6 separate regions of the Mus musculus genome follow, and all the other regions are linked to region 1. Evidence: chromatin contacts called from public ChIA-PET and HiChIP or PLAC-seq data. All regions are on one chromosome and are shown on one strand. Each heading gives the region's core, a stretch centred on a gene start, on an enhancer-like site or on the middle of the called end of the contact. The rest is flanking DNA. Distances are from core to core; before and after follow the strand shown. Region 1 holds the start of Dnajc25 (DnaJ heat shock protein family (Hsp40) member C25). Region 2 overlaps Lpar1 (lysophosphatidic acid receptor 1). Region 3 holds the start of Susd1 (sushi domain containing 1). Region 4 overlaps Susd1 (sushi domain containing 1). Region 5 overlaps Susd1 (sushi domain containing 1). Region 6 has its middle 13 kb from the start of Gm35578.

Evidence for each region. ChIA-PET counts read pairs in DNA pulled down with a chosen protein or histone mark. HiChIP or PLAC-seq counts read pairs in DNA pulled down with a chosen protein or histone mark.
Region 2: an H3K4me3 HiChIP or PLAC-seq map of embryonic limb bud shows a contact between it and region 1, with 2.5 times the contacts expected there. The contact joins the enhancer-like site here to the promoter of Dnajc25 in region 1. A contact is called at or near these places in 1 of 39 promoter capture datasets (cranial neural crest) and 1 of 115 datasets of contacts at active chromatin or transcription factors (embryonic limb bud).
Region 3: a contact with region 1 is called in an H3K4me3 HiChIP or PLAC-seq map of bone marrow-derived macrophages, with 3 times the contacts expected there. The contact joins the promoter of Susd1 here to the promoter of Dnajc25 in region 1. A contact is called at or near these places in 6 of 39 promoter capture datasets (the C10 cell line, hematopoietic stem and progenitor cells, liver and 2 more), 1 of 484 Hi-C or Micro-C datasets (B cells), 3 of 115 datasets of contacts at active chromatin or transcription factors (the SCID.adh cell line, bone marrow-derived macrophages and pancreatic cancer cells) and 1 of 9 other capture datasets (liver).
Region 4: a contact with region 1 is called in an H3K4me3 HiChIP or PLAC-seq map of bone marrow-derived macrophages, with 3 times the contacts expected there. The contact joins the enhancer-like site here to the promoter of Dnajc25 in region 1. A contact is called at or near these places in 5 of 39 promoter capture datasets (the 3T3-L1 cell line, 3T3-L1-derived adipocytes, HPC-7-derived erythroid cells and 2 more), 2 of 15 datasets of contacts at CTCF or cohesin (the NIH/3T3 cell line and large pre-B cells), 4 of 484 Hi-C or Micro-C datasets (CD8 T cells, the G1E-ER4 cell line, cerebral cortex and 1 more), 3 of 115 datasets of contacts at active chromatin or transcription factors (bone marrow-derived macrophages, memory CD8 T cells and microglia) and 4 of 9 other capture datasets (adipose tissue, liver, macrophages and 1 more).
Region 5: a contact with region 1 is called in an HNF4G HiChIP or PLAC-seq map of pancreatic cancer cells. The contact joins the enhancer-like site here to the promoter of Dnajc25 in region 1. A contact is called at or near these places in 2 of 39 promoter capture datasets (liver and pre-B cells), 2 of 15 datasets of contacts at CTCF or cohesin (the NIH/3T3 cell line and large pre-B cells), 1 of 484 Hi-C or Micro-C datasets (bone marrow-derived macrophages), 3 of 115 datasets of contacts at active chromatin or transcription factors (bone marrow-derived macrophages, embryonic stem cells and pancreatic cancer cells) and 2 of 9 other capture datasets (adipose tissue and liver).
Region 6: a contact with region 1 is called in an RNA polymerase II ChIA-PET map of memory CD8 T cells, with 5 read pairs. The contact joins the enhancer-like site here to the promoter of Dnajc25 in region 1. A contact is called at or near these places in 2 of 39 promoter capture datasets (HPC-7-derived erythroid cells and hematopoietic stem and progenitor cells), 1 of 484 Hi-C or Micro-C datasets (bone marrow-derived macrophages) and 3 of 115 datasets of contacts at active chromatin or transcription factors (bone marrow-derived macrophages, memory CD8 T cells and stem cell-derived neural progenitor cells).

Annotation. Positions count from the first base shown.
Region 1 is chr4:59,001,099-59,005,856 of GRCm38.p6, reverse strand. Dnajc25 (DnaJ heat shock protein family (Hsp40) member C25) reads right to left here and starts at 2,664. Exons shown (of 4, transcript NM_001033165.3): 1 at 2,300-2,664. The coding sequence starts at 2,626.
Region 2 is chr4:58,527,893-58,532,650 of GRCm38.p6, reverse strand. All of the region lies in intron 1 of Lpar1 (lysophosphatidic acid receptor 1), which reads left to right. Among named protein-coding and RNA genes, the nearest start is that of Lpar1, 23 kb to the left of the region's middle. Within about 2 kb of position 2,165, at least 7 of the 459 cell types and tissues checked have an H3K27ac peak or open chromatin away from gene starts, as enhancers often do. A contact at or near this core is called in embryonic limb bud, where this site is marked.
Region 3 is chr4:59,436,167-59,440,924 of GRCm38.p6, reverse strand. Susd1 (sushi domain containing 1) reads left to right here and starts at 2,292. Exons shown (of 17, transcript NM_001163288.2): 1 at 2,292-2,719. The coding sequence starts at 2,602.
Region 4 is chr4:59,364,468-59,369,225 of GRCm38.p6, reverse strand. Susd1 (sushi domain containing 1) reads left to right here. Exons shown (of 17, transcript NM_001163288.2): 10 at 3,312-3,504. It also overlaps the pseudogene Gm12527. Among named protein-coding and RNA genes, the nearest start is that of Susd1, 72 kb to the left of the region's middle. Within about 2 kb of position 2,840, at least 51 of the 459 cell types and tissues checked have an H3K27ac peak or open chromatin away from gene starts, as enhancers often do. A contact at or near this core is called in CD8 T cells, the G1E-ER4 cell line, the NIH/3T3 cell line and 4 more, where this site is marked.
Region 5 is chr4:59,313,441-59,318,198 of GRCm38.p6, reverse strand. It overlaps Susd1 (sushi domain containing 1), which reads left to right. Exons shown (of 17, transcript NM_001163288.2): 16 at 2,394-2,487; 17 at 2,790-3,516. The coding sequence ends at 2,790. Among named protein-coding and RNA genes, the nearest start is that of Gm35578, 34 kb to the right of the region's middle. Within about 2 kb of position 2,473, at least 93 of the 459 cell types and tissues checked have an H3K27ac peak or open chromatin away from gene starts, as enhancers often do. A contact at or near this core is called in the NIH/3T3 cell line and pancreatic cancer cells, where this site is marked.
Region 6 is chr4:59,292,692-59,297,449 of GRCm38.p6, reverse strand. No RefSeq gene overlaps it. Among named protein-coding and RNA genes, the nearest start is that of Gm35578, 13 kb to the right of the region's middle. Within about 2 kb of position 2,154, at least 21 of the 459 cell types and tissues checked have an H3K27ac peak or open chromatin away from gene starts, as enhancers often do. A contact at or near this core is called in bone marrow-derived macrophages and memory CD8 T cells, where this site is marked.

The DNA.
Region 1 (4,758 bases), core at 1,415-3,914:
AACTGGAAGATCAGCCCGTCCTACAAACTGGATGGCATCTTTATTAAGTCTTTGCATTACTCAGAAGTGTTATTCTTAGGCAACTTTCTCAGTTCTCCATTACAACAGAAACACAAATCAGGCAACCTATTTGTCTTTGACACCACAGCTTTTAACGTCCTTTTCCAGCTGAAGGCAATATAAAGAGCAGAGACGAGCTTATCAGTACTCCATTGAGAAGCTGAAGCTATGTTCAGATCTAAATTCTAAACAGGTATTTTCAGAGTTCTGCTGTATCTTGACGTAGTTCGGCTTGGGAGCTGGGGCTAGAACACTCCCCAGGGCCTTCTCCTCCAGTGCCAAACTCCACAAGTTTCTAGTTCCCTGCTGGGAAGTGTTCTGAGTGTTCTGAGTGTTCTGAGCTACTACAAACACCTTGTCAGAGTCAAGTAAAATGTTACTTTCTCTAGGAACTCTAGGTATTTGGGAGGAGAGGGGGAAGGTTGGTGGTGGTATGTATGTATTTGGAGACAGGGTTTCTCTGTGTAGCCCAATTATCCAGGAACTTGCTTTGTAGAACAGGCTGGCCTCAAACTCAAGAGATCCACCTGCCCCTGGCTCCCAAATGCTGGGATTAAAGGCGTGCACCACCATGCCAGACAACACACTTTATAACTGCCTAGAAGCCCCTTGGCCTTGAGTGGACACATTGTTTTACCTAGCTTTTTTATTTTCTGATAAATCAGTTCTAAACTTTAGAGTAGAAACCTTTAGAAGCAACAAACCAAAACAACCAAACAACCAAAACAACCAGATTAGACTTTGGAAACAGTGTCCCTAAGAAAATAGCATAACTATTTTGAGTCCTAGGAGTACTTCCATTGAGAATGTCATCTGCTGGCACTACACTTTAGTCCTGGCACTTGTTCTCAAAGTTCTTATGAACACCTTTACCATTCCCCCGCCAAACCTACCCACCCATCTCTTGCCCCACAAAACCTAGGCGAAGGCGACAGTTGCCAGCACTTCTGCTCCTATCTGTCCTGGCTCTCTCAGCAGAGCCCCCAGTGCACCTCGAGGCCCTTGGAAGGTCGGGCAGCATAGAACCACACGTTCCTCAGCAAACAGTTTGGGGTTCATGTGCTGAGTGGTTCCAGGGGGAGCAAGTTCTTTCTGGTTTTTTTGAAGCCTGTTCTCTCAATCACTCATTCCTCTAATAATGGGGACTAAGCCTTCAAATTTCTTTCTAACTGCTCGCCCATACCTCAACTGAGTGCCAACAAAAACTGTACTCTCACTAGCTGGTGAGAATTTAGTCAGTGAAGTACAGTCTTAATAGCTCCAAACATCAAACTGCTCTAAGCCTGAAAGAAAGGGAATTTGACTCCGAATTGCCAACTCTGTAAAGCTAATCTGGAGGACTAATCCACCATTAATGGTAATACAGCTATCCAAAGTAGTCATTACAAGAAGGCTGGAAAACAAAACAACAACAACAACAAAAACCTAGGAAAGAGACACAGCTATGATGGAAACACGGCTATGACTGACGCTGCAGTCTTCCGATGGGGCTCTTGAAACAGAAATACCTCCCTCAAGCATGACATAACAGGTGATTTTTTTTTTTACATATACTGCAGTAATCAAAGAAAAGGGGGTCAAGCTAAATCCTCCTACATGCACAGCAGGCAATAAAGCCTTTGTCAGATCACTACACACGTCCAAAAATTATTTTCCTACTAGGAATTCTCAATCTTCTGCCCCAAGTCAGAAACAACTATCCAAGGTCACTCAGGAGTTGTCAGAGCCAAAAGTCACAGTCCAGTTTTCGGACTGATAGTTCGCTGTTTGTGTGTGTGTGTGTGTGTGTGTGTGTGCGCGCGCTTCTAGATAAATGTCATTATTGACATTATCCCAGAGGCCAAACTTCTGTCCTATCAAATTGGCATGATCAGTTGTTAATACTCAGTATTTCAGACTTTTCTGTTCTATGTCCTATCTCAGATCCTAGCACTGACAATCACCCTGCTTTCCGAGCATGCACCTCAAGTAACCAGAATGCTTTTTACACCAAAAATAAAATAAGTGCAAAGCTTTGCATAACAACTGTCCAAAAACAGAACTGGCTGTCCTCCAAAACTGTCCTCGAGGAGGTGGCCATGCTGGCTAGCGGGCCAAGGTGGCTCATTCCACGGCCACGTGGGAAACGTGGACCTCCTAAAAGTCCAGGCGGCAGCAGTGTGCTGGGGTCGTAGAGGACCTGATCACCCGGCTAGGAGACCCAAATCCCCAGCCACCCATCAGCGCCCGCGAGCCTCACCTTGAGCGTCTCGTAGGCGGTCGCCACTAGCAGGAAAGCCTCGGCGCTCGGCGGCGCGCCCCCGGGGCCGTCCCCGGGCTCGGGCCGGTAGCGATCTGGGTGGTAGCGCCGGGCCAGCTGACGGTAGGCCCGCGCGATCTCCGCCTTGCTGGCCGAGCGGCTCACGCCCAGCACCTCGTAGCAGTCGCGCGTGCCGCAGTACAGCCCTTCCACCAGGGCCTCGGCGGGCCGCGCCAGCAGCGGGACCAGCAGCAGCGGCGCCAGCAGCAGCCATGGGCGCTGGCCGGCAGCCCCGGGTCCCCCGCGCAAAGCGAGCCGCGCCGCCATCCCCGCCTCGCTCGCCGCTCTGCCAGCACAGCGGCCGCGGCTGCTCTCCTCGGCGCCGGGCTCGGCCCCGCAGCCCGGTCCACGTCAGCAGGCCGCGCCTGTGCGCAGGCGCAGGGGGCGTGGCGCCGCAGCCACTTCCGTCCCCGCGCGTTGCTAGGAGAGAAGGACGCCTTAGCCTCGGGCGGCTTCTGTGTGTTGTGGAGCCTGGTAGTCTTAGTAGCTCAGCGGTCTTTTCTGAGGCAGGGGTAGGTGTCTGTCTGTCTGAAGCGCTCCTAGCCGCCTAGTGCGGCACAGTCCACACGCAGGACTAGCCACACGCCACCTTCTCGACCTCGCTACTTCATCCGCTGCCGTAGGAACTCTGGGCACTGGCATCCTGTCTCCAGGCCTGGACATTGCCCCCCCTCTAACCCAAACTGAAGATGAACTTAGACAATTGCACTGTCTCTCTCCCAGGAGCCCTGAAAGACCGTGGCCTTTTTGTTCTCTGTTTCTCTGCTTATTTATATTTTAGAGCAAACAATTATTTGCCCGGAGGATGTAAAACGTTTAGTAGTACCCCCATACGGTCCACAAAAGTGCCTGTAACACCATTATCCCTAATTGTGACAATCAAAATACAGCTTAAGATCTTGCAAATGCCTCCAGGGAAATCAGGAGGTGGAGTGGGGAGAGGACGTGCTCCATTAAGTTTAAATTTCAGATAAACCACAGTTTTTAAATGTGTAATTTATTTGTTGCTGTGACCAAATACCTGCAAGCAGCAACATCAAAGATGAAGGATTTATTTGGGTTTAGGGTTCTAGGGAATACGGCCCCCACAGTCCAGAAGGCCTGGCAACAAAGTTGCTAGTTACACATTATCTGAAATTAGAATAAAGGAATGAAAAGGGTGCCAAATTTATTTTCTCCTTTTTATTTGATCCAATGCCTCACTATGTATGATGGTGATGTGTCCATGTTGTTCTTACCTCAGTTACACCCTTCTGGAAAACAGCCTCACACACACTCAGAGATGTGTTTCCATGGTGATTCTAAATCCAGTCGGGTTGATAATGAATGACCAGTATATCCCACATGACTGACTTTATAGTTTCCCAGGTCTATGATGGCAACTGGCTAACAACTAATAGATAGGGATCTATCCATTGGGATTGGTCTGTACACCAAGTGAAGATTTGATAGACAATGTTAGATATTCAGGAAGAATACAATTAAATTTTTCTAGTATCAACATGGACTTTAGCCTCTATAAACCTCAATTATTTCATTTCAAATAAATTCAAAGTGAGCCAAAATACCAATACCTCTTTCAAGACGGGGAGTTTCTATTAATAGTCACATTTGCAGGTTTGACGAGTACTCACACTGTGGTGGTTTGAATAAGAATGGTTGCCACAGGCTCCGATACTTGAATGCTTAGTAGCCAGGGAGTGAGGGGATTCTTGGTAAGACTTGAGAGAGATGGTCTTGTTGGAGGTAGGCTTTTGAGTTTTTCAAAAGCCCACATCTGCTCCCCCTCACCCCCACTCTCTCTCTCTCATACACACACACACACACACACACACACACACACACACACATACACACACACACACACACACACACACACGGGGGGGGGAGAGAGAGAGAGAGAGAGAGAGAGAGAGAGAGAGAGAGAACTAAACCTGTGAAACTCTAAGCAAGACTCAATGCCTTCATTTATAAGAGCTGTCTTGGTCATGGTGTCTATTCACAGCAATAGAACAGCGACTAAGACAGCTAATTCGGACCACTGCAGGATGTCTCAGAATTAAAATTTTTCAAAGTGTAACCAGACGGTGATGGCGCACCATACCTTTAATTTCAGCACTCAAGGAGGCAGAGGTAGGCAGATCTCTATGAGTTTGACCATAGAGTGATCTACAGAATGACTTTCAGGACTGCCAGGGCTACACAGAGAAATCCTGTCTCAAAAAAAAAAAAAAAAAAAAAAAAAAAAAAAAAAGTAAAATAAAAAAGTTTCAGGGGCTGGTGAGATGGCTCAGTGGGTAAGAGCACCCGACTGCTCTTCCGAAGGTCTGAAGTTCAAATCCCAGCAACCACATGGTGGCTCACAACCACCCGTAATGAGATCTGATGCCCTCTTCTGG
Region 2 (4,758 bases), core at 916-3,415, 470 kb after region 1:
CTTTTATTTCTAGCAGTTTAGGCTTCATCCAGTTCACTGCCTTGCCCTCGTCCTTCCACATCTGAGATACCACCTTCTTACCCAGCTTGTTACACAGCGAGCAGATCATGACCCTCCATGGGGTCAAATAACCAAATACATCCCAAACTCCTGCAGCCTTGGCTTTACAAGCACACAGTTTGCCTCACATGGGCTGTCAGGCTTCATAGTGACATCAGAGCTGCCTCAAACACCCCAGCTCAGATTGGAGATTATGCTATGGATGTCAGTAGTAGGGTTTTGTTTTTCTTTTTCTTTTTCTGTACATACCAAGTTCTCTTATGGAATCATAGTGGCTTCATCACGTGTAACAAACTTATAATGTTTTCCCATGTACTACTCAGTGTGGATTCATTCTGTTGTTTCAGAATGCTGGGTTTTTAACTTTGTTGTTTAAACTGCTAACCTGAGTTTCTTTCAAAATGATCTAGTGAGTTTTGGCTTGAGATGAAGACAGACTCTTCCATGCTTTCTGAAGTGGCCCTGCATTTTGTACTATGTGTTTTGTTTAAAAAGGCATTCTCAGTACTGACAAGTATTTTCTTTATGATTTCTTATCCATATATCACTTAATTTTTATACCAACTTTATACACCCTGTGCCGAGTGGGGTCATGAGTGGAAGGGCTTAGAAGCCTGTTTTAGATAACTGCTTTAGACTGGTGACAAGATCACCAGGGCTCTACTATGCCCTCAGCCATCCCATTAGCGACAAGCACGAGATATACCTAGTCACTTTGTGTCTGCTTTTGTGCTCTCAAAAGAGGCTATGTGTTTGAGTACCCAGATATACATACTCTTGGGACGAAATACTATTCTTCTGTGAGAGCAAAAAGAAGTTGGAAACAATTGTGAAGCAGAAGTAGGGATGGGAGAAAGAGGAGAGAAGAGAACCTTCAAGGTCATCTTTGATTTCATCATCTGACAATCCTGGAGGGTTTGATCAATCTGGTTTGGATCCTGGATCCAGGAGAGCTGCTAGCTGCATGTATTTATTATTATTACTATTATTATTATTATTTTATGGTATTGGGGATTGAACCCAGGGTCATGCACATCATAGGCAAGTACCATTCCACTGAGCTACACCCCCTCCCCACCTTGGTGGACTTTTTAGGTACCATGGTTTGAACTTTTCTTAAGAAAGAATTTGTCCTATGTGACCTGCCCAAGGAATTTACCACTGGCTTTGGAAGGTAGTGAGCTTCCTGTAACTGAAGGACTCACTAGAGACTCCGCAGCAGATATTCTGTTAGGATTAAAACACTGGATAAAAGGAAGAACTAAGTAACAACTCTAGGGGTTTCTTGCCAATCATGAGAGATGCTGTATTAAATTTTATAATCAATACCATTTTATAAACTGTGCTGAGAGAAGTCTAGTAAAACTGTAGTCAATTGATCATTAAAACCAAACATAGACCCACCCATCACCCACGTATGCGCACATGAAAAAGCCAGGATAGTTCTCATCGCCATTGAAGTTTACTCTTTGCAGGTTGCAATGTTTCTAGGAATGACGTGCTTTCCGACTGTCTTTGATGGCCTGATCTTTCCCTGTTGTGTCCTCTGTGAATTTGGCCAGAATCCCTTTAAAGACCAGGTAAAGGCTGGATAGAAAACATTGAAGCTTTCTTCTGAATTCTGGTGCTCTTGCTCTCTGCCTGGGGAACAGCCTTCTGGAAGAAGAGGGTGAGCCATGATATTTTGTGTGAGCCCAAGAAGGCAGAGAGGTTTTCCTATCATTAGATAATAATATGTATGTATTAAAGGTCGCAGGAAAGCGCTCCGCCTGGGGTCTGAGTTTTTACTACTGCTGATTATGATTTGTGGCCTCCAGAAAGTTCAAGGACATCTTACCAAAAAGTTTTATATCTGATGCACTTTTGATGTCACTAAAAAAGAGAACCAGCAGGCAAACATTTTCAGCTCTGTCTCTTTTCTTGATGATGTTTGTTCTTCTGCCCTGTCTTGAAAGGCCTTAGAAAATGTTGACTTTGCCCCTGTGATTGCTGGGGATTGTAAATTTTTATGTGCTTTAAGACAGGTGGTCTCAGTTCCTACCTTGTTTTCCGGTCTTTTTGCTTCCACTGCTTGGGTTCCCAAGAGTCAAAATTGATGCCAGATGTGTGTCAACATCAAGAATCCCTGACTGGCTTTCTTGTTCTCCCAACCCCCTCCCCACTCCCTAGATACCAATGCAAGAGAAAGACTCAGACACCAGAGACAGACGCTGTTAGCACTACCAGGCTGGTTTGTGAGATCTGCAGGCACGTTGTTTGGGGCTTAAGAATGCTCACACTCACAGATGAGCATATCAAATGTATTGTGTTAATCAGTGATCTAGAAAATTCAGTTTTGTTTCTATTTTGTTTTTAATGTTTCTGTTTTCTGATTCTGTGGACTCATGTCGTCTTCCAATTCTGGGACTTATTTTTTTTTTTCTTTTTTTTTTTCTTTTGAGACATATCTCATTCTGCATCCCAGTCTAGCCTTGAATTCTATGTATCCCAGACTGGTTCAAACTCATGGAAATCTTTCTTCTTCACTCTCCCAAGTGCTGGGATTTCAGGCATGAGCCACCATGCATGTAATCTGGGGTATTTTGGTTTTGGCCTATTTCTTTACACTTGTTACTTCTGTAGGTTGGGCTTTTTTTTTTCTACACCAAAAGTTGTGTGTGGTTTTTTGTTTGTTTGTTTTGTTTTGTTAGATATTTTCTTTATTTATATTTCAAATGTTATCCCCTTTCCTGTTTTCCCCTCTTAAAACCCTTTATCCCATCCCTCTCCCCCTGTTCACCAACCCACCCACTTCTGCTTCCATGTCCTGGCATTCCCCTACACTGGGGCATTGAGCCTTCTCAAGACCAAGGGCCTCTCCTTCCACTGATGTCCCACAAGGCCATCCTCTGCTACATATGCGGCTACGATGCTTCCTGCATCTGAACTTTACTTTCAGATTCTTTTCACGTCTCTGTGTAATTTCTTCCCAGTAAACCTCTAGTGTATTAATTCTTTCTTCAGCTGCTCTCTGTTGTGTGTTTTATTTTCTTTTGAGTTTTCGTTTCTGGAAAGTTTGAATAATTTTCAACTCTTTAACATTTATTTACGTATTCTCTCTCTCTCTCTCTCTCTCTCTCTCTCTCTCTCTCTCTCTCTGTGTGTGTGTGTGTGGTTTAAGTGTGCTTATGAGCGATGGTGTTTTCAGAGGTCAGAAGACAGCCTGCTGGAGTTCTTTCTCTCCTTCCACCATGCTGCCTAGGGGAATCAAACTCAGGCCATCCGGCCTGGCAAGCACCTTTATGTTTTGAGCCATCTCAACCGTCCCATTTTAAAAATGGAGTAATTTAAAATCTATCATCCTTTTAATAATGTCCTCTTATTAAAAGATTATCATTTTATAAGCTGTTCTGACAACTCCAGTATGTATAAACTTTGCATTTGTTGGTTTTGGTGACGTCAGTATGTGCTGGCTTGTTTCCAAATGTTTTGTGCTCCTCCAGCCCCCAGTCCTTCCTCCAACTCTGACCCCACCCCATGCCTGTATATGTTTCTGTGTTTCTTTCCCTCTGGGCATTTAGAACTTAGGTTAAAAACACTTTGGAAAGAATATGCGTTTGCTTCTGTTTTAACCCATGGGCACTGCAGTTTCAATTTTCCCTTTGAATTTTTTGGTGGCCAGATGAATAGGATTAATTTCAGTCTCTGATTAATTAGTGGCAGGTGCCTGTCTGTAAGTTCTCAGGGAAGATTCTTTGCAACTTTCATCCAAGTCCAGAGGCAGTCACACTTTTGTGCCTCCTCCCTTGTGATGCGAGTCTGTGTTCACGTCTCTGGTTTACCTGTTGACATTCAATTTCGGGGATCTTTGATCTGATTCTATGGTCCTTCTGAGTTCTTTCTGTAAACACCAGACTAACAGCTGACGGGGTTTGGGATCTTAACATTGGCCACATTCAGACTTCTTTTACCTCAGCTGATGACATATATTGTTTCCATGGAGACTCGATACTTTTGCCAACTTGGCTGAAAACCGCACAGGTAGCTGCTTGTGGGTCTTCATATTGTGCATATAAAATATACTCAACAAGTTCAGGTGCTTTAATGTTGGAATGATTTTCAGGATGTTTGTTCTTTAATATTCCTGGAAAGAAGTCTACAGTAGGACACATTTCATCCCCTAAAGGCATTGTTTAAAAAAGATCTGTGTGTGGCTGCATGAGTTATACACACACGTGCATTGTCCATGCAAGTCAGAGGAGGGTATCATATCCCTTGGGACTGCAGTTACAGTTTTGAATTACCTTGTGGGTGCTGGAAACTGAATCTAGGTCCTCTACAGCAGCAATGAATTCTTGGAACCACTGAGCTGTCTCTCTAGCACGTGGAGTATATTTTTATTAACCAAATAGTCCTATTCTTCTGTCGACTGAGGAATAGGATTATTTGGTTTCACAGTTGCTTTTGGTTTCACAGTTGGTTCTGTAATGATGCCCTCATATAGATATGCCTGTGTAGATGGCTGATTATCTCCCCACAGTAAATATCTTGAAGCAGAATTGGTAGGTCAAAGAGTATGTTTGGCTTATTCTTTATGGATGGTGCTAGAGCAGTCCGGAGGAGTAAAGGAACCCTGTGTCACTGAACCTCCTCATCTTATTGGATAAATTGATAAAAATAATCAGTGGGTTGGGAGAAATAACACTGTAGATTTAAATT
Region 3 (4,758 bases), core at 1,043-3,542, 440 kb before region 1:
CCTCTCAGTGCTGGGTTAGCACCATGTATAGCGATGCCTGCCTCTTTTAATTGCTCCTGGAGATTCTACTTCATATTGCAGAGCAAGTGTTCCTACTCACTGAACTATCTCCCTAGCCCCACCCTGACTCCTCTTTTAAATATCTGAGACATTCAAATAGCCCAGGCTGGCCTTCAGCTTGTATTGTAGTTTGAACTCCTGATCCTCCTGCCTCTACCTCCAGAGTGCTGGGATCACAGCTTGCACAACCTCAATTTTATGCCCAGGGCTTCATGCATGGTAGATAAGCATGCTACACCCTCAACTCCTGGTTACTTTTGATCTTTATATTTAGTGGCCCTGGGTGAGCTGGCAACACAAAGAAGAGATGGTTGCTGGACACAGTGGAAGGCAGCAATGCCAAGAAGATGGTGCAGCAGCTAAAACATTCCAGAGCATGACAGCGCAGGATAGGGAGAAAGGCCATGGAGACAGAGTACTGTGAATAGCTGAAGAAAAAAAAAAAGTCTGTGTGTCTAAGCCACCAGAAGAGTTCCAAGGAGCTGTCAAAGTCTCTGGCCACTGGGCTGCAGGGCTGTAATGGCTCCTATAAGGAGCTGATGGTCCAAAAACCCAGAGCCCTTTCAGGAGTTGCAGTCCCAGTAGGAACTGCCTACTGCTCCCTCATACTGCTGTTGGAAGAAGAGGGTTGCAACAGTTGCAAAATGCTGGGGTTTGCTGGTGGTTAAAGTCCAGAGGAACAAGCCTCCAGCCTGAATGCCTAGTCATGTCTCTGGCTTGTAAAGCATGAAGCAATAGGCCCCTAGTTATCACCGTCCCTTAGTCCAGCCCACAGGCTCTCTAGACCTATGACCTAGAGGGCACCAAAGCCAGAAAAGCCTCTCTGCTTGTCTCAGAGTTTTTTGTTTGTTATTTTGAGACAGGCTCTCCCTACGTAGTTCTGGCTATCCTGGAACTTGTAGTGTAGATCAAGGTGCTTGGAACTCACATCCTTCTGCTTCTGCCTCCTGACTGCTGGGCTTAAAGGCATGCACTGCCATTGTGGTCTCAGGATTTCTTTCTATTCAGGTAAAGGACCCCAGACAGACAGACAGACAGACAGCTCTGATTGATAATATTGTCATCGGGGTTATTTAAGTTAACGTATACTCTTATAAAGCCACAAACAAACCTAGTCAGTAGGACATTCATAAAAGTACACTTTTGAATTGAATAATCCACGGAAAGTGGGTTAGATAGCATTTACTCCCATGCATGCTGAAAGAGACACCCAGTAATTTTCCTTCCCATGTCCAAGTCTTGGATAGTTGTTTTTTCATGCATCATGTTTTTTTTTAAAGTATATATACATATTTATTTTGCAGAAGGGCATGAGAAGTAGAGATAAAGGTTGTTTTAAAAATGTCTTGAACAGTGGATTTGTGCAATGACCTGTGAGGGTTCCTGGAGACTGGTTTTGCCCAAACACCTAGAGACATGTTCACACTTTCATGGTGCTCTACTACTTCCCAAAGCAGGCTTCTTTCTTTGTTGGACAGAAATAATCTTCAAGAAAACTTGTTACAAGAGACTAGGAAGTTTATTTTAACGGTTTCTTCCTAAGGCAGCCCAAGTTCAGCCCTTATATGGGTGTATTTGCCTGCCTTAGAGGTAGGGCTAGTTCACCGGTGAGAAAGCAAATGAGGGTACCTGCTGAAGTGGGGAGTGCCCCCTGCACTTGGGCGGGCCCCACAGACAAAACTGATCTTCCTTCCTCAGCCTCCCTCAACCCCAATTCCTAACTCACGTTAACCCTCTGCTCCCCAGTCTCCCACCACAGTCCACCCAAAGCATAGATCTAAGCGACATTCACAGTTTCTCCTTGATCTAATATTGTCCTTTCTCTAATATTGCACTAATCTTAAGACGTGGTGGACTCTGTCCCTGAACACTCCATTTCTGATTCTCTCCAAAATTCAGAGGATCACCTGCCCCTTCCCGGATCCCCTCACGCCCTGATGCTGACCCTACTCTCAGAGCAGAGTTCTTTAACTCTGCCATATATTTCTCTAACCTTTTGTCCCCACCTTAAAACGGTCCCTCGGTTTCTAGAATACACGGTTGTCCTGTCTTCCATGTCTTTCTCACCACGTGTCTCTCCCCGTTCGATTCCTAACGTGCCAAGGAGGGCGTCGTCCAGCAAGTAGCTGGAACTTTTGTTTTGTCACCTGTTCCAGCATGTGCACCCCGGGTGAACTGGCCCATGACTAGTTTCCTCTCCTTTCTTTCCCTCCGCGCGGGCGGCCACCACCTCCCAACTCTCTGACCCGTCCAGTCAGAGACCCTTTCCTGTGGCTACTGCACTTCTCTGGTCTCCACAAGTCACACTTGCACTGCGATGTTTCCCCCCTAGCACAGTCCGCTTTCTCCCCGTGGCTCAGCTCGCGCGCAGCCGGTGCACCAGGCGCACCTAGATCCGGGGACCTGGGACCCTGCTCCCCGCCGGGACCGGCGCAACCCGGCGCCGGAAGCCTCTGCGCCGCCCCTTCCTCGCGCCTCTGGCCTTATCTCCTTGCACAGGGGCCTCCGGGGAGTGGCGGGCGCCGGGAGGGAGCCAGCGGCATGGGCCGGGGTCCCCGGGGCACGCGCCGCTCTCCAGGATGCGGGTTGCAGCGGCTGCTGCGGCTCGTGCTGCTGCTCAGCCTAGCCCGCGGCGTCAGCGGAGAGCCTGGCACGGAAGGTGAGTGCAGGGTACTCGGCGCGCAGGACGCTTCGCGCTCCGGATCTGGAGGCGCAGAGTCGGGGCGTGGAAGGATCATGGAGGCGGAGCGGCGAGAAGCACGCCAGACTGCCCGCCCCGGGGACTGTGGGGTGTGTAGTGGAGGCGGCCCTGCTCCAACTCGCGTCTCCCGGAGTGGGTGGGGGTGGGGTGGGGACTGGACTCGGGTGGGGGTTTGGGGGACCGGTGCGCCGCGTGGAGGATGTGGGAGGGCGAGCCGCTGGTTCTACAGCTTCCAGTCTCCCTGGCTTTTGCAGGACAAATTCCTGACCTGTAGTGGCTCTCCCACCACCACCTGTCCCTTTCCTTATTTTTCACTTCCACGAAGAACTAAATGTTAAGAATGTAAAGAAGAATAAGGAAGTTTATAGGAAGAGTTTATCCTTTAGTTCATTCATCCATTCGTTTATTTAGTCTGTTTATCCATGCATTTGTGTATCCATCCATCCATCCATCCATCCATCCATCCATCCATCCATCCATCCATCCGTAGAAAGTCCTTTAATATCTTCCCTGGGTCAGATGTAACCGTGCAATGTTGGCGTTCTAGTGGTTCATAGTCCCAAGGAGAGAGGCAGGCAAATAGTCTGTGTTTTAGACAAATTGGGACCAGTGAGCGTGGTGGGATTTACCTGACACGGAGGATTCAAACAGGAAAATGAGGCGAAGTCTGCCCACATAATAGCAGAACGTGTCAAGTGCTCTGAGAAGGTGTACTGGTCAGAGGAGAGGACAACTGTGTTTTACTGGGCAGCCATTATGCATGAGACAAGCTGAGCGGTTCCTTGGATTTCGGAAAAGGGGAGGGGTGCCCCATTCCATAGTAAGAGGTCTTTAGAAATGTGTGTAAAAAGGAATCCAATGTGTGAGATAGGTAGAAAGATTGCCTGCCGTGAGTTCCAGGCCAGTCTGAGCTACATAGTGAGTTCCAGAGTAGTTTAATCTACAGTGTGAAACACTGTGATCAAACAAACAAAACGAAAAGCCCAACAGAGTAATGGATGGATTTCAGACTGGGGATAGCGTGGGAAAGCAGGACGCAGAATACAGAAGGGGCTAGAGATGAGAAAACAGACTGGATTTGGCAAGAGGGAGTCAGTCTCATCTTGACTGGCAGAGAGAGCATGGTGTTTGGGTTTAACTGTTCCTTCCTGGTGAGAAGCCACCAGGAGCCATTGTAGGACACTGAGGGAGTGATGGCAAACAGTACATACATACAAGGACACCCAGTCTCTCTCTGGCATCTCCTTAATAAAGCCAAGCACTGAGCTCCAGAGTGGTGGTGGTTCATGCTTAATCCTAGAATTTGGGACACGGAGGAGGGAGGCACCATGAGTTTGGGATTAGTCTGGACCATAGAGTGGGTTGTCTCAAAAACAAACATTTGCAAAACCAAACAGGCTCTAGAAGTGGAAAAGAAACGAGATGAGTGGGCTTAGTGGAGCAGATTCCTGCCCTCCCAAATTCTCTTATCCTGCTACTTTGTTGTTGTTTGGGTTTTTTCCTGAGACAAGGTTTCTCTGTGTAGCTCTGGCTTTCTTTGTAGACCAGGCTGACCTTGAACTCAGATATCTCCCTGCCTCTGCCTCCCCAGTGTAGGGATTATTGGTTGCCTAGTGAATTTTACCATTACTTTGGGTATTTGATGTCTCAGCTTTCTAGAATGGCTCCCCTCCACCTCTGACATCTGGTACTTCAGTAGGCTTTCTTCCTTCCCCCTTGGGTCTCTGTCTTAGGGTTTCTACTGTGATAAAACAGCACAGCCAGAAACAATTTGGGGAGGAAAGAGTTTATTTTAGCTTACAATTCTCAGATCACAGTCCTTTAGAGAAAGAAGTCAAGGCAAACACTCAAGGCAGGACCATGGAGGCAGGAATTGAAGCAGAAGCAATGGAGGAGTGCTGCTTACTGACTCAATCTCCATGGCTTGCTCAGCCTGCTTTCTTGCAACACCCAAGAGTACCAGCCCAGGGGTAAGCACCCTCCAGTGAGCTGGATCC
Region 4 (4,758 bases), core at 1,591-4,090, 360 kb before region 1:
TAGGGCGACTGTCTGCACTGTTGGCGACTGCTCTTTCTAGGAATGGGTGCGTGTTACACTGTTGCAGGGAGAAACTAAGTTGATGAAGGGTCTGTGAACTTGATGACTTCTATCGCTTTCTTGCCTACAGTTGCACACTTACATGTTAAGACATTTATCTTAGTTTGCCTTCAGATGCACATACTGGGTGTACATTTCCAAGAAGCTCATTTAGCTTTAGTTTCCTTCCCTACCCAAACTCAAATCAAAAGCAAATTTAAGAAGGAACCTGGATTTACTTTGGTGTCATTTTTCGTGCCTAGAAACTCAGGCTGAGGTGTGTGGCAGGTCCGGTGGGCAAGAGGAGGTGGCGGTAGCCCGAGCCCGAATGGAAGTAGATGCTGATGGAAATGGTGCTAAGATATTTGCATATGCCTTTGACAAAAACCGAGGAAAGGGCTCAGGCAGGCTTCTGCATGAGCTGCTGTGGGACTGGCACAGGGGAGGTGTGGCTCCCGGGTTTCAGGTGGTTTATCTCAATGCTGTGACTGTGGACAATCACTTGGACAACCTGCCGCTGGTACCATGGGGCTGGCGACCCAAAGCTGAAGAGACCTCCAGCAAAAAGCTTATACTGGCTTGCAATCCAGCAGCTTCCCACAGACCCTATAGAAGAACATTTCCCTGTCTTGAATGTGACCCAGTACTATAATGCCAATGGGGATGTGGTGGAAGAGGAAGAAAATTCCTGTACCTACTATGAATGTCATTCTCCTCCTTGTATGGTGATTGAAAAGCAGCTTTGAGAGTTCAACATCTGTGGGGGTTGCCCGGTGGCTTGATACTGTGGCTTTCAGTGCCAGCAGAAGGACCGGCCTGGCCACAAGAAGCACTGTCGGGAGAGGAAGTGTCCCTTCCAGCACAAGCTTGAGCCAGAACGATGATGATGACAGGCTGAAGAGCTGCCACTGCTGCAGGTTCAAAGTTTCCAGCTCGTCATGAGCACAGCGGAAGACAGACTGCCAGTTGAACCCGGAGGTGCCCAAGAAGCCAGCAGTGGATCCTGAGCAGCTGCCATGCGACGTCACAGCAACAAGCAGCCTGTGGGGACAGTGCCCCTCCAGTTTTCACCTCCAGCAGAGACAACAGGGAGGCTCCCTAGGACCTGTCTCATTATTTATATATTAATATGTTTGTAAACTCATGTACAGTTTTTTTGGAGGGGGGAGGGTTAGCAACTTCAAATAGAATTATTTGTTGTAGTCCTCAAAAAAAAAATAGGAGAGAGAGAGAGGGAGAGAGAGAGAGGAATTCAGGCCGAGTGTGATAAAGTGAAAATCAGTTATTTATTCCATAAATATTTAGCAAAAGAATATCATATATTATGACCCAAGAGTTTCAAGTCAAACAAATACCAATTTACAAATAAACAGCAACTGTAATGAGATACTATGAATTTTTACATTTGACAAAAATGTAAAAATAATGGGATGGGTGTGTGTGTGCGCGCGTGCATGCATGCATTTACTTCTAAGTATAATTTTTTAAATATTTACTTATGCTTTACCTTAATGTGCATGCTTTGTCTGCATGTTCGTATGTGCACCGTGTATGTGCCTTATGTTCATGGAGGCCAGGAGTAGAGTGTGGCGTTCCAGATGGTTGTGAGTCACTGTATCCATGCTGGGAATCGAACCCAGGTCCTCTTTAAGAGCCAGTGCTCTTAACTGCTGAGCCACCTCTCCACTTCTCCCCAACAAGGTGTAATTTTTAAGAAGCAAACCCCACATCAATCGTATCATAGAAAACGTGTAGGGATTAGCTGAAGTGGGGGTGAAGAGGGGAGGTGTGGGCAAAGAGGAGCAGGGAGGTAAGGAGGAAGTGAAAATCCTAATCAGGGCTGGACGGTGAGAAAGAGCCCTAGAAAAGAGACACATTCAAGGACCCAAATGGTTTATTCTATGATAGTACTGAAGGAGTTCTGTTAAAGCTAGCCAAACACTTGGTTAAGAAAACCAGTGATTCTTGGGGCTGGGAAGACCGTTCAGTTAGTAATGTACTTGCCACCCTAAGTGTGAGGCATTGAGTTTGGACCCCATCCCCACCTAAAGAGCCAGGTACCGTGCTGTGTGCCAAGTCAAGAGGATTCCTTTGGCTGCTGACTAGCCAGGCTAGCTGAATCTGTGAGCTCAGGGTTCAGTGAGAAGACATCCAGCCTCAGGCATCTATGCACACATACACACCCTAAAACGACTGAAGAGTTAAATGGAAAAAATAAACTGAACTTTTAATATGTTAAGGATCCATTTATGTAATACATGGGATATAGTTACGTCCACTGGAGAAAAGTGAGCACTCAAAAGCTGTCCGCATGTGAGAATATACACACTGTTCATATCACATGTGAATACATTATCCTTTATCAGCAAGTGGTCCAGGAGAGCAGGGTACCATGAGATCTTGTGCCCAGCTCCCCTGGTAATGCTTTCTAGACCCTGAAGCCTGACTGTGGCATTGGACAGCTGGAACCATGTGGAGGACATTCATAGCCTTGAGTGTAAGGGACTCAAGTTTTGCTGATCTCTCTCTGAGGGTGCCTAAACTATCCAAGAGAGTCAGAAGGCTTGGGTGAGAGTTGAACCTTATGAGCCAGTTAGTTATCCAGTCTTGGATGATCTGTGAGGATGGTTCGTTCAGTGATTGAAAGTAATGGTGGAGGGTGGAGAGCCAACGATGGGAGCTTCATTAAACTCAGTTTCACCAGATAAACTGTACTGGTTGATAACGTTTGATCATAGTACCCTGGGATCTGTCCTGCACTTCCCCTGTGACTCGCTTCCTCTGTGACTCACTGTTGCTTGAGCGGTGTGATTCAGATCGCAGTATGTGGGATGCCTCCACTCATCAGCTTTGACCAGCTCTGATGGGAAGGAAGACGCAAGAGAAACCACATCGCACTTTCAAAGCATGGCCTGGGATAGTTCTCATAATGCTAAGTACCCCGCACAGTGGGGCTTCTCTATGGAGTCCTCAGGATGAACAAAACCGAAAGAATTTTTGCCCAGTAGCTTCGGTGCAGTCTCTTTCATTTGAGTGGGCACAAGGGATTGCTCTAGAACCGCCTGCCGTCTTGTTATTCCCTGTCCGTCGTTGGTTATGCAATTCAATCTTAGTCCTACACCTGCCTGAGAGGAAAACTGGGTAGGACAGGTGCAGGAGCTTTGCTGTCTTTAAGGTAATCCTACAAAGATTAGCAGAAGGAGATTTCTTGACAGTCTAGGAATCTGGCAGCCAGCAGGAAGCTAACGCAGCACTCTCTTTCCGTCTGACAGGTGGAGGTTCTGGGTCAGAGGTGGTATCTAGAGAGCTCCTACCATGCTGCTCTCTTTAACTTCACAACAAGAGACCGAGCTCCAGAAGTGTGTTTAGATCTGTACCCCGCTACTGATTACACGATAAACATCACCCTTCTGAGACCCACTGAGCCGCGCTCCGCACAAATAACCATAACAACCTCAGTGACAGGTAGGCACGGATGCCTTTCCAGTTTGTTCCTGGGGATAACACATTAGGTACGAGGGTTCATCGGCACAATGAGGGGAGCACAGAGGATGGGGTCAAGAGCCCTGCGTTCTACTTCTAATAAACTGCCAGCTTTGTCTGGTATTCCTGATGCTTGAATCTTACCAATCAGTCCTTCTGTACAATGTTTTGACTTCTCGAGGAGATTCCAGAAAAGGAGACTACATAGAGATTCCAGGCAACTTTAGAGTGGGAATTCTGTAAGGCTTCTGTCTCTCGTTTCAAATTCAAAATGGCTCTCTATCTCCTTCCTTAATGTCTGTTTGACAAGTTGGCTCACTGTGCAGCTGTGTTTGTTCCTTTAGATTCATGAAGCCCCATATATTTCATTTATGCAATTTACATTGCATCCTTATGTTTTTGCATACTTGGGAAATTATATATTTTCAAACGCATGGTTCTTTCCCACAGCCTCAAGGGCTGTCCTGAAGGTCCCTGCATTTACCATTTTGCTGAGATGTTAGCCACACCTTCACCTCCTTAATTTGTGCTGTCTCTGAACATTGTGGAGGCATCAATGTTAACGGGGAGGACATTCCTCAAAGGAGGAACATCAAATATGTACATTATGCCCACAGCAGCCATTGACACTTGTGGAGGCCCACGCCTGCTGGCCCTGTCCCAGGGGCAGGAACTATGTTATTCTGTCCCTATCAAGGCCATGCTGGACCTGGCAATCTTCCAGAAGACAGAAATGTTATCTCTGCTGCACTGGGCACTGGCTGAATCCAGGGGGTTCACAGCTGGGCCATCCAGGAGCATGGCCCCATGTAAAGAATAAGCTGTTACTTCTGTTTCAGGATGAGATGAACTAGAGTGCGTTGGCCTTAGAGGAGGCATAAGGTCCCTTCCTCCCTCCCTCTCCTAACTGGAAGCTGGGGTCTGTCTGTCTCAGCTTCTGAGGGTTAGAAAAGTGACTGAGCCCAGGATCCAAAATGGGGAGAGCGGCAGCCCTATGTCCCAGATTGTTCATTGGCTGAGCCTTTGTGTCCAAGGTCTATGAGAGTGATTTGGACGGAGTCCAAGTTCCAGCCTATAGAAGAGGACAGAAATTTCTCCAGGATTTTTAAAACCCCTATTTTTGTGCTAGATCAGTGATTTGGCTTCCCCCTTCTGCATGATGGTATATTAAAAACTGTTTCATGCTCACCAGTCTCTTGGATTTTTTATTACTGTGTTTGCAGCAGTCTGACTCAC
Region 5 (4,758 bases), core at 1,224-3,723, 310 kb before region 1:
GTTGTCCTGGACTTGCTCTGTAGAGCAGACTGACCTTGAACTCAGGAATCTTTCTGTCTCTGCCTCCTGAGTGCTGGGGTCATTTTCTCTTAAAAACCAAAGCCTCGCTGATTGTGCAAATGATGCTTTTTAGCTATTGTAGTAGTTTTGTGTATATAAAATACACACTTTCAAGTGTGGTTGCCTATAAGGCTCCCACTTTAATCAATATAACCAGAAAATTCTCACCCACTTTAAGATTATATAAATATATTCAACAACATTTTCCAGTTCTTTCATATTTCAGCATATCTCTTTAATCTACCTGAATTTGATTTTGATGAGTGGAATCAGCTGTAGTGATTAAAATCACTTTATTCTAATCAGCCATTTTTCCTCCTTTCCAGATATAGGTCATTTATCAGCTCATTCAGTTATTTGAAAGTTACAAAACGATAGTAACAAAAGGTGACAGTAGCTGACATTTGCCATGCTGACTTGGTACTATGTGGCAAGTCGTTATTTCTCACAGTAACCCTGGAAGGCGGGTGCTGTTGTTAGGATTTTCAAGTGCTTAGAGCATCCCTCAGTGTGGGAACTGAAACAGACAATGGCCAATGCACTGGTTGAAGTCCCACTGCTAGAGAGGGACGATGTGGAGATAGGACGTGAACACCCTCATTCCAGTTTTCAACTTTTGAGATGGCTTCATGGGGCTGGGTTTGTTCCTGTGCACTGTATTTTGTTCTACCATATTCTTTCCTATGCTAATAGACCATCTCCTTGATGTCTGATAGTCAAGTCTTTTCACATAAAATATACAAGTAAATTCCAATTTTTTCACTAGCCTCTTTCCATTTGATAATTTCACATCCTAAAATGCCAAGGCCCTCTTCTTCTGAATATGAAAAGTATAATTTTTTTCTTTTATCATAATTTTGAGATAGGGTCTTACTGTGCAACCCAGGTTGACATCATGATCCTCCTTCCTCGACTTCTTAAGTGCTGGGATTATAGGTGTATCTATCCATAGCTGGTCAATCCATGTTTTTCTAGAAAGTCTTGGGGTAACACTTTTTGAGACAGTGGATTTTCCTTGACTATTAAAAGTGGTGTGTTCCATGTCTGTGCTTGCAGGTGCCCTGGACCCCACAGGGTTTCCACTGGAACAAAATTGCTCTTAAACTGGTTATTGATATCTGAGCTGGGCTTAATTACTCTGTGCCTCTGACTCTCCCCTGTGAAGAAGGGAATATAAACACTTCTTAGCAGATGCACGAGTTAATTTTTCATTATGACAACACAGCTTAGGCGAGTAAGAGATGTGACTGGGCTCACAGTTTCAGGGGAGTCTGTGTAGAGTCAACCAGCTCCATTGCTCTGGCTTGAATGAGGTGGCTCACCATTGCTGGGGCAGGCTCATCTCACAGTGGCCAGGAAGTGAAGAGAGGGAAGCAAGCCCAAGCCAGCCAGCTTCTTCTGCTGCTGTTCACCCAAACCTTTGGCTTATTGAATAATGATGACCATATACAGGGTGGGTCTTCCCTCTCTCACAGACACACCCTGGAGTATACTTTCCAAACCTCCCAGGTACCCCTTAACCCAACCGAATTGGCATTCCAAGTTAACTGCCACAGGAGCCTGAGTTAGCTTGTGTGAGATGCTTACAACAGTGTGTGCCACTCAGACTGGTAAATGCGTGTTTTCTAATAAAAATCACAGCTTTTTTGGAGACGTGAAACTCCAAATAAAGTCTCTTGAACCAAATGTGCACCACAAATGTGAGTGGTTTTCCATTTGTAATCAGGGATGGCCCTGAAATTGTCATGTGACGTTTCCTACATAGAACACATGTTCTGAGGACTTTCACATGGCCTTTGAGAGTCCGTGGGACAGAGCAGAGTGCTACTATCCTGCTGATAATGTAGTGAAAACAGAGGTTTTATAATTTATAAAATTTATATGTGACCACTGGAACTGACTAACATTTTTGAAGCCTGCAGTCCAATGATAGCAGGATGACTTCTTCCATCAGCAAGGAAGTGACCCATAAAAATCTATCAAAGTGACCGGAGTGAGGATCTATCTGCACACAGCGCGCCTCACGTAGCTTTGGTGTGTCCACAAGTTTAGGTTCTTTTTTTTCTCCCCTGTATGATTTGGTTTTATGCTTCCTTGATAGAAATACTTTGAAACTGTGGTTTCCTGAGGCCTGAGATCCACAGGAGCTGTTGGGGACGCAGGGGCTCTGTGGAGGCATTCTTGGGATTCTTTGTTAAGTGAAGCCCAGCTTCAGATTAAAACAGAATGTGCGCAGTTGGATATGGCTCTCCCAGGAGGGTCGTGACTGGACGTGGTGATGGGATGTGGTGATGGGACGTGCTGTGGGCTCATCATGTGGTCTCTTCCCACAGACTCATCGCTCACAGCGCAGCAGATGGTGGGTGTTGGACTGGGCTCCGTGGCTTTTGTGACCATCCTTGCATTCTTCTCCTTCTCAGCAGTGTGGTATGTGAGACTGTCACTTTTGAAGAATGAGTGGAATTGGGGGGAGGCTGGGGTAGGAGTCATGCAGAACAGCTGGGCATGAGGGAGGGTCGGGGCTCAGGCAGCCAGGAGACAGTGTGGCTGACCCTGCAGCTGAGAGTAGGAAAAGCTGGAATAGTGATGACCACCCCATCAGTCCAGCAGGAAGGCTGGTCTCCTGTGCAGCCTCCCTGCCTGGGCTCTGTGGACCTGGGCATGAGCCACACATGGGGAAACAGCAGGGTGTGCAGTGTTTGTGCCCTCTCTCCCCCGTCTCTGTCTAGATGGCTCAGCCTGGGAAGACTGACTTGATGATGCACAGATGTTCTGACAGCTTCTCAGGCCCGTCTGTGGTGTGGCTCCCATCCTAAGCCCTGGTGTGGGGCTGAAACTTTCTCCAACCCAGCATGACCTCATTCCTGAATTTGAGATGATAGCCATCTCTGTGGAATCTTAAAACTTGGGAGCAGTTTATGTGTGCTTCGTGCTTTCTGGATCAGTTGTATATCTGTGACCTCAAGACTCATGTCCAATGTAACACCACAGGCCACAGACCCTGTGAGTCAGCCCCTGTTTACACTGGATGTGGACAGGCCACAGACCCTGTGACTCAGGTCCCATAGACATTGGATGTTGAACCTCTGCCTCTTCCTTTAATTAGTTCATCTACTAACTAGTTCAGGATCTGTTCTCCTCAACAGGTAATGAGATGGGCTTAAGTCTGGGCTGGAATTGATGAAGGAGCTCACCAGATAGAGAACAAATATGAATAGATATGAATAAATGTTTCAAGCATTTTAGGATTCGCCCCTGGCCTATACCAGAAAGTACAATAGCCTGGCTACTCTCTCAGGTTCCCTTCGTGGCTTTGATATAATTCCTGTCGTTTGTGTGAGACCAAAAGTGATGTCTGCTTTCCAGAAAAACCCATTCTGTAATTTCTTCCCCATTCCTCTTTTTTGTCCCCCTTTTCTTACTCATTTTCTATAAAATTGTTCTGTGCCTCCCTTGAGCTATTTGGGTTTTGTGGTAATGTAGGAACAGTGGACTGAAGCAGCATCCAGCGCACGGTCAGCATCTACACGAGTTTTAGGAATTAGGAAGAACAGTGATTAACATACCCTACGTACATCCCAGTAACCATGACTGAAACTGTGTTCATATAGCCCATGAAACATCAGCTATAGGCCAGGCTGGCTTACTGTCCATGTGGATATACAGGTAGAGTGTATTAAGTTTGACTTTTAAAACCCTTGGGTATTCTTTAACTTTTTCTCTTAAGACAGCTCAACTCCGATGGCTTAGTCGGCCATCACTGGAAAGAGAGTCCCATTGGACTTGCAAACTTTATATGCCCCAGTACAGGGGAACGCCAGGGCCAAAAAGTGGGAATGGGTGGGTAGGGGAGTAGGAGGAGGGTATGGGGGACTTTTGGGATAGCATTGGAAATGTAATTGAGGAAAATACATAATAAAAAAATATTTTAAAAAAACAGACAGCTCAACTCCAAGGTTGTGAGTTTTCTCTTCTACCCCCTCCCTTGCTAGACATACACAAGAGCATGGGAAATAAAGGGGTGTGGTTATAACCTCAGGGTGGAACACAGAAGAGTGTGGATCTAGAACTGTGCACCAGCAGGGTCATGGCTGGGGTGTTTTCTGCTTGCTTGTGGGGTGTTTGTTGGGAACCTGGTGCTATAATATAAATGTGATTTGTCTCCACAAAACTCTTGGTGAAATTTGATTGGACTGAGACTTTTACAAGCTGAATTGAGTGTCAGGAGGCACTGGTTCCTTCCTGATGGGACTGGCTTAGTTACCACAAGAGCATGTGGTACTCCTGAGTCCAGCCCTCCTTCTGGGTTTACTAAGCTTTGAAGCATCAAGAGACCCTCATCAGAAGTCAAGAAGATGCCTGTGTCATGCTTCCCAGACTCCTGAATCATGAGCCCAAGCTATCAGCTTCTTTGTTCTTTCGAAATCATTGATGCTTACCTACTCAAATACCATCACACTGTCCATAAAGCCCACACATGTTCCAACATGGTGGGTTTTTTTTTACTCAACTGGGAAAAAAAGTGTTCTATTCAACTGCAGAGGGAGGCAGTGTTCTCGATGGCAGCTGCTGGTCCTTGCTAGTAAGAGAGTGCTCTGTCCTTTGAGTAGCTAACCATAGATAGCAATTTAGGACCACTATTTCTACAGCTCTCTAATTTTGCATTCTAGAATAACTGTCCAAGATGCCCACATGGGG
Region 6 (4,758 bases), core at 905-3,404, 290 kb before region 1:
TTCTAGGTTCCGTGAAAGACCTTGTCTTAAAGACATCGGGAATAATGAAGGAATGAATAAATCTGATGTCGATTTCTAGTCTCACATGGATGCATATAAACATGTATGTACACACACACACACACACACACACACACACACACACACACAAGAAAGAGTAGCCAAAATTGCTTTCACAAGAAATTTCACATATAAAATGAGCTCTCGCTAAGCACGGTCCCTGCTCTGGTTACCAGGTCGCTAAGACTCATCTACCCTCAGACCCACATTTGTCGCCCCCACCCCCATGCCCAACGTCTTCCCATTTCTCACTCATGCCCTCAGAACCCCACCTTTCTCGTTTGTTTCTGTGAGCGCAACAGAAGTGGTAACTGTGCAGTATGTCTCATTCCCTGTTGGCTTGTTTCATGCAGTGCAGTGTCCCGAGGCTCGTCAGGGTGGATGGTAGGATCTCCCTAAGGCTACATGACATCCTCGCGCGTGTCTCACATGTCCCTCATCCATCTCTCTGTTGATGGGGATTCAAGTTGCCTCCGTGTCCCACCTTCTGTGGATAATGTTGCAAAGACCCTGGAAATGGAGAGATCTCCTTGACATCATGATTTGATTCCCTTTGACTATAAACATAAGAAGTAGGCTGGGTCATACTGAAATTCTGTTTAGTGTTTAGGGAAATGTCCATATTGCATTTCTTTACTAACTCACCTTCTCAGCATCTGTGAACAACATATCTCTTCCTTTTGTAGACAGGTTCTTGCCCTAGCCTATGATGGCATAGAGTTCATTAGAATCCTGCTGCCATGGCCTCCAAAGTGCCAGGAATGCAAGCAAGGGTTACCATACCTGGCCAAGGCTTCTCCTTTCTCTACATCTGAGGGTTTTGGGTGTCTGTCTGTCTGTTTGACTGTCTCTGTATCTGTCTGTCTGACTGTCTGTGTTTGTGTGTGTGTCTGAAGAACAACCAGATCCCCTGTTGTTGAGTTCCTTATACAGACTTTGAATAGTAAACTCTATTGGGCTTATGGTTTTTGACTATTTCCTCCCATCCCTGGATTGTCCTTATCATTTTGTTGGTTTGTGTGTAAAAACTTTAGTTTGACAGAAGTCCCATCTCTGAGTTTTGCTAGAGGACAGAAAACATTGTGACCTGGAGCTTTGGCTTCATCTGTCTCTTTCTTGTATCAATGAAAGCAAAGTGATGTGACAACTGTGAGAACGGGGGTTGGGAGGGTATAGAATAGAGGTGAGAGATGAGCCCCTAAACAAGGTGCCACAAAGAACAGCTGCTGGTTTTTTACCCTGAGTCACACAGGGGTTTCTCCACCCTTTCTGCTACCAGATACCTGGTTCTTTTCTTTTATGTCTTCATACTCTCCTTTTTCTTTCTCTCTTTCTCTCTTTCTTTCTTTCTTTCTTTCTTTCTTTCTTTCTTTCTTTCTTTCTTTCTTTCTCTCTCTCTCTCTCTCTTTCTTTTCCTGTCTCTTTCTTTCTCTCTTTCTTTCTTTCTTTCTTTCTTTCTTTCTTTCTTTCTTTCTTTCTTTCTTTCTTTCTTCCTTCCTTCCTTCCTTCCTTCTCTCCTTCCTTCCTTCCTTCCTTCCTTCCTTCCTTCCTTTCTTTCTTTCTTTCTTTTTTTTTTTTTTGAGACAGGGTTTCTCTGTGTAGCCCTGGCTGTCCTGCAAATCTCTTTGTAGACCAGGCTGGCTGAAACTTACAGAGATCTGCTTGCCTTTGCCTCCTGAGTGCTGGGATTAAAGGCATGCATGCCTAGCCTGACGTTCTTGTTTGGAATTGATGGCAGACAGTTGACCACCTACCTCCCTTTGGTGCTCCTTTTCTTACACCCTAATGAAGACCAGATGTGTGTCTCTCATTCACTGGTGGCACCAGGGGCTTCCATGTCACTACTAAGCTCAGCTTGCCCTGGAATTTGCCACGTAGCCCAAGCTAGCCTCAGACTCACAACCGTCCTGCTATGGCCTCCTGACCACACACATGTACTACCGTGCTGTCTCCCAGGACAGTTCCCAGTTAGACTGAAAGTTTAAAAGTCAGCTGTTTGGGGTTTGTTTTGTTTGTTAATTTTACACTCATCCTTAGCAAATTGGCCCTGTAACTGATCAAAACAAACCGATGATGTCATTTACTTTCATTATGACTCCTTGTGACTGGGAAATCAGTCTAATCTTTATTTTACATTAGTCAATCTGCATCTCATCCTCCCTCTCCAGGGATGGGATTATTACCCTGTGGGTGGGGTAGAATAACACAAAGTATGATGGAGAGATTCACAGCTGGAGACCACCGTAGGCAGGGTCGGAGCTGACACTGAGGGACTGGTAGAGGTTAGCCTGTCTGAGACTCTAAGGGAAACCAGAGGCAGTGTGTATTAATGTGTGGGTTCACATAAGAGTATGAACAAAAGCACAAAGAAAGGGGGTGTTAAAGACTGAAATCGAGGGCCAAGAGAGGAAATAGGGGAGATATTAGGAATGCAGAAGCAATATGGTGATTCATTGGATTGCCTCAGTGCTGGGAGGTAGGAAAGGGGAGGAGACAGTTGCTTATCAAACCTTTCAAAAGAACATTTAAAGACAGAACATGTGGCCAGGCCCAAGTTCAGTGGTGGAATGCTTGCCTGGCCTGGGTAAGGAGGAACCTGGGCTCAATGGTCAGCAAGAGGACAGAAAGGAAGTGGGGCATTATGACTAATGAAACATTGTCTTCAGGCACGCTAGATATCCACTTAAGTTGTATTTGTCGTTTAAGTAGTCACTTGGAAAGACTAAGCACTACTGCAAAAGATCTTGAGAGATCCCCTTTTTAGTAATTAATTGCCTTCAGAACTTCTCTATGAGCCACAAATGGGCACCAGCATTATAGCCTCAAAAAACCTGTCTCTGTTTCTCTGTATATGGCGAGAACATATATGGACATAAAATGTATTCCATTAAAATGTGGCTGGTTAGACATTTCTTCTACAAACTAAGAGCATGTGGCAAATTGCTTGTATCTATTTTCCAAAAAGATACAACTTAGGGAGGATAGTTCAGAAGATTTCACTCATAGAACAGCGAAAAAGAAAGGCAGGGGGTACTCCAGACTAGGAGAGCAATCTTCAAGGAGGGAGTCGGACATTCAGAGCAGCCACAGTGGGGCACCTCCATGGAGAGGTAAAGAGGCAATGTTTCATTTATCTACTGGGTTTCTGGTTTTAATCATTGTGGTTGGAAAGCTGCTACATGTGAGTTTCTGATCCACCCGGGTCTCTTGCTGGTAGCTCCTAAGGCAGTCACTAATAATCAGGTCGTCCGCCTAAATCACTCATAAACACCTTAACAAATGGTGGGGGAAGATGAATCAAGCTTTGCGTAGTTTAGGTAGAAGGTCATCTAGAAGGAGAATCTGTTTGTCAGAATTTCTGACCACCAAAAAACCCAGACATGTGGCCCTTTATACACAGCTTGGATTCTTTATGTCTTCAGATCCACTGGCCTGCAGCTCTTGCCTACCCATGTGAATAAGATAAGCCGTACAGAGCCCATACTTCTGAAGAAGCTACTTAAAACCCACATTGGGCTTGAGTCAATCACCTGCATGGGACCCACATAGTCACCCATAAAAATCCATATAAGACATTTCTCTTAGAGCAAGGGGTAAGCTAGTATAGGAAGGCTACAGCTCGGTATCCTCTACCATACCCCCCCTTTTGTCCGTTATCCTGTACATGCATTGTTAATTCTGCAATTCTCCAGGAAAACAGACTCCATCATTTTGGGCCAAACTTAAGGCAAGCTTTATTAAATATTAAATACTGATCAAGAACTAAACTTTGGTCAAGACCATTCCACAGAATTTTCCAGCTGGAATGGTCTCAAACCACATATTGCAGGGGTTTATAAGGACAAACCTATAGGCCACCATATTTTCCCATGAGGCCTTGTTATTTTCCAGAACTACAATTCCCAGCATTCCAGGAAGTTACCTGGTTCCTGGGCAGGCAGGGCTTACAGGTTAATTTTGGTCATTACAGAATATGTATACAGGATGCTCATCTCATCCTAAAATATCTCTTTTCCCAACACTCTGCTTCTGTATCTTTTAAAATGTAATCAATTTCATATGCATATGCGGTGTATTATCCCGTTCATCAGCCGCTTCTCAGCACTTTGACCAGTCAGGAATCTCTGCATTGCCGGGCATGGTGGTGCATGCCTTTAATCCCAGCACTCAGGAGGCAGAGGCAGGCGGATTTCTGAGTTCAAGGCCTGCCTGGTCTACAAAGTGAGTTCCAGGACAGCCAGGACTATACAGAGAAACTCTGTCTCGAAAAAAGAAGAAGAAGAAGAAGAAGAAGAAGAAGAAGAAGAAGAAGAAGAAGAAGAAGAAGAAGAAGAAGAAGAAGAAGAAGAAGAAGAAGAAGAAGAAGAAGAAGAAGAAGAGAGAAGAAAAGAAGAGAGAAGAAAAGAAGAGAAAAGGAAAGGAAAGGAAAGGAAAGGAAAGGAAAGGAAAGGAAAGGAAAGGAAAGGAAAGGAAAGGAAAGGAAAGGAAAGGAAAGGAAAGGAAAGGAAAGGAAAGAGATCTCTGCATTAACCAATGCACACTGCAAAAGGAAGCTTCTCTTGGCCATGGCTGGGAGCTGCGTAGTCAACGTAGATAAGCACAAACACTCTGATGACAATTTAGCAAAACATCAGTAGTAGCCTCCCCTCTAGCATCTGTGATCTCCTTAGCTGTAAGCTTGTATTTTCTACATGGCTG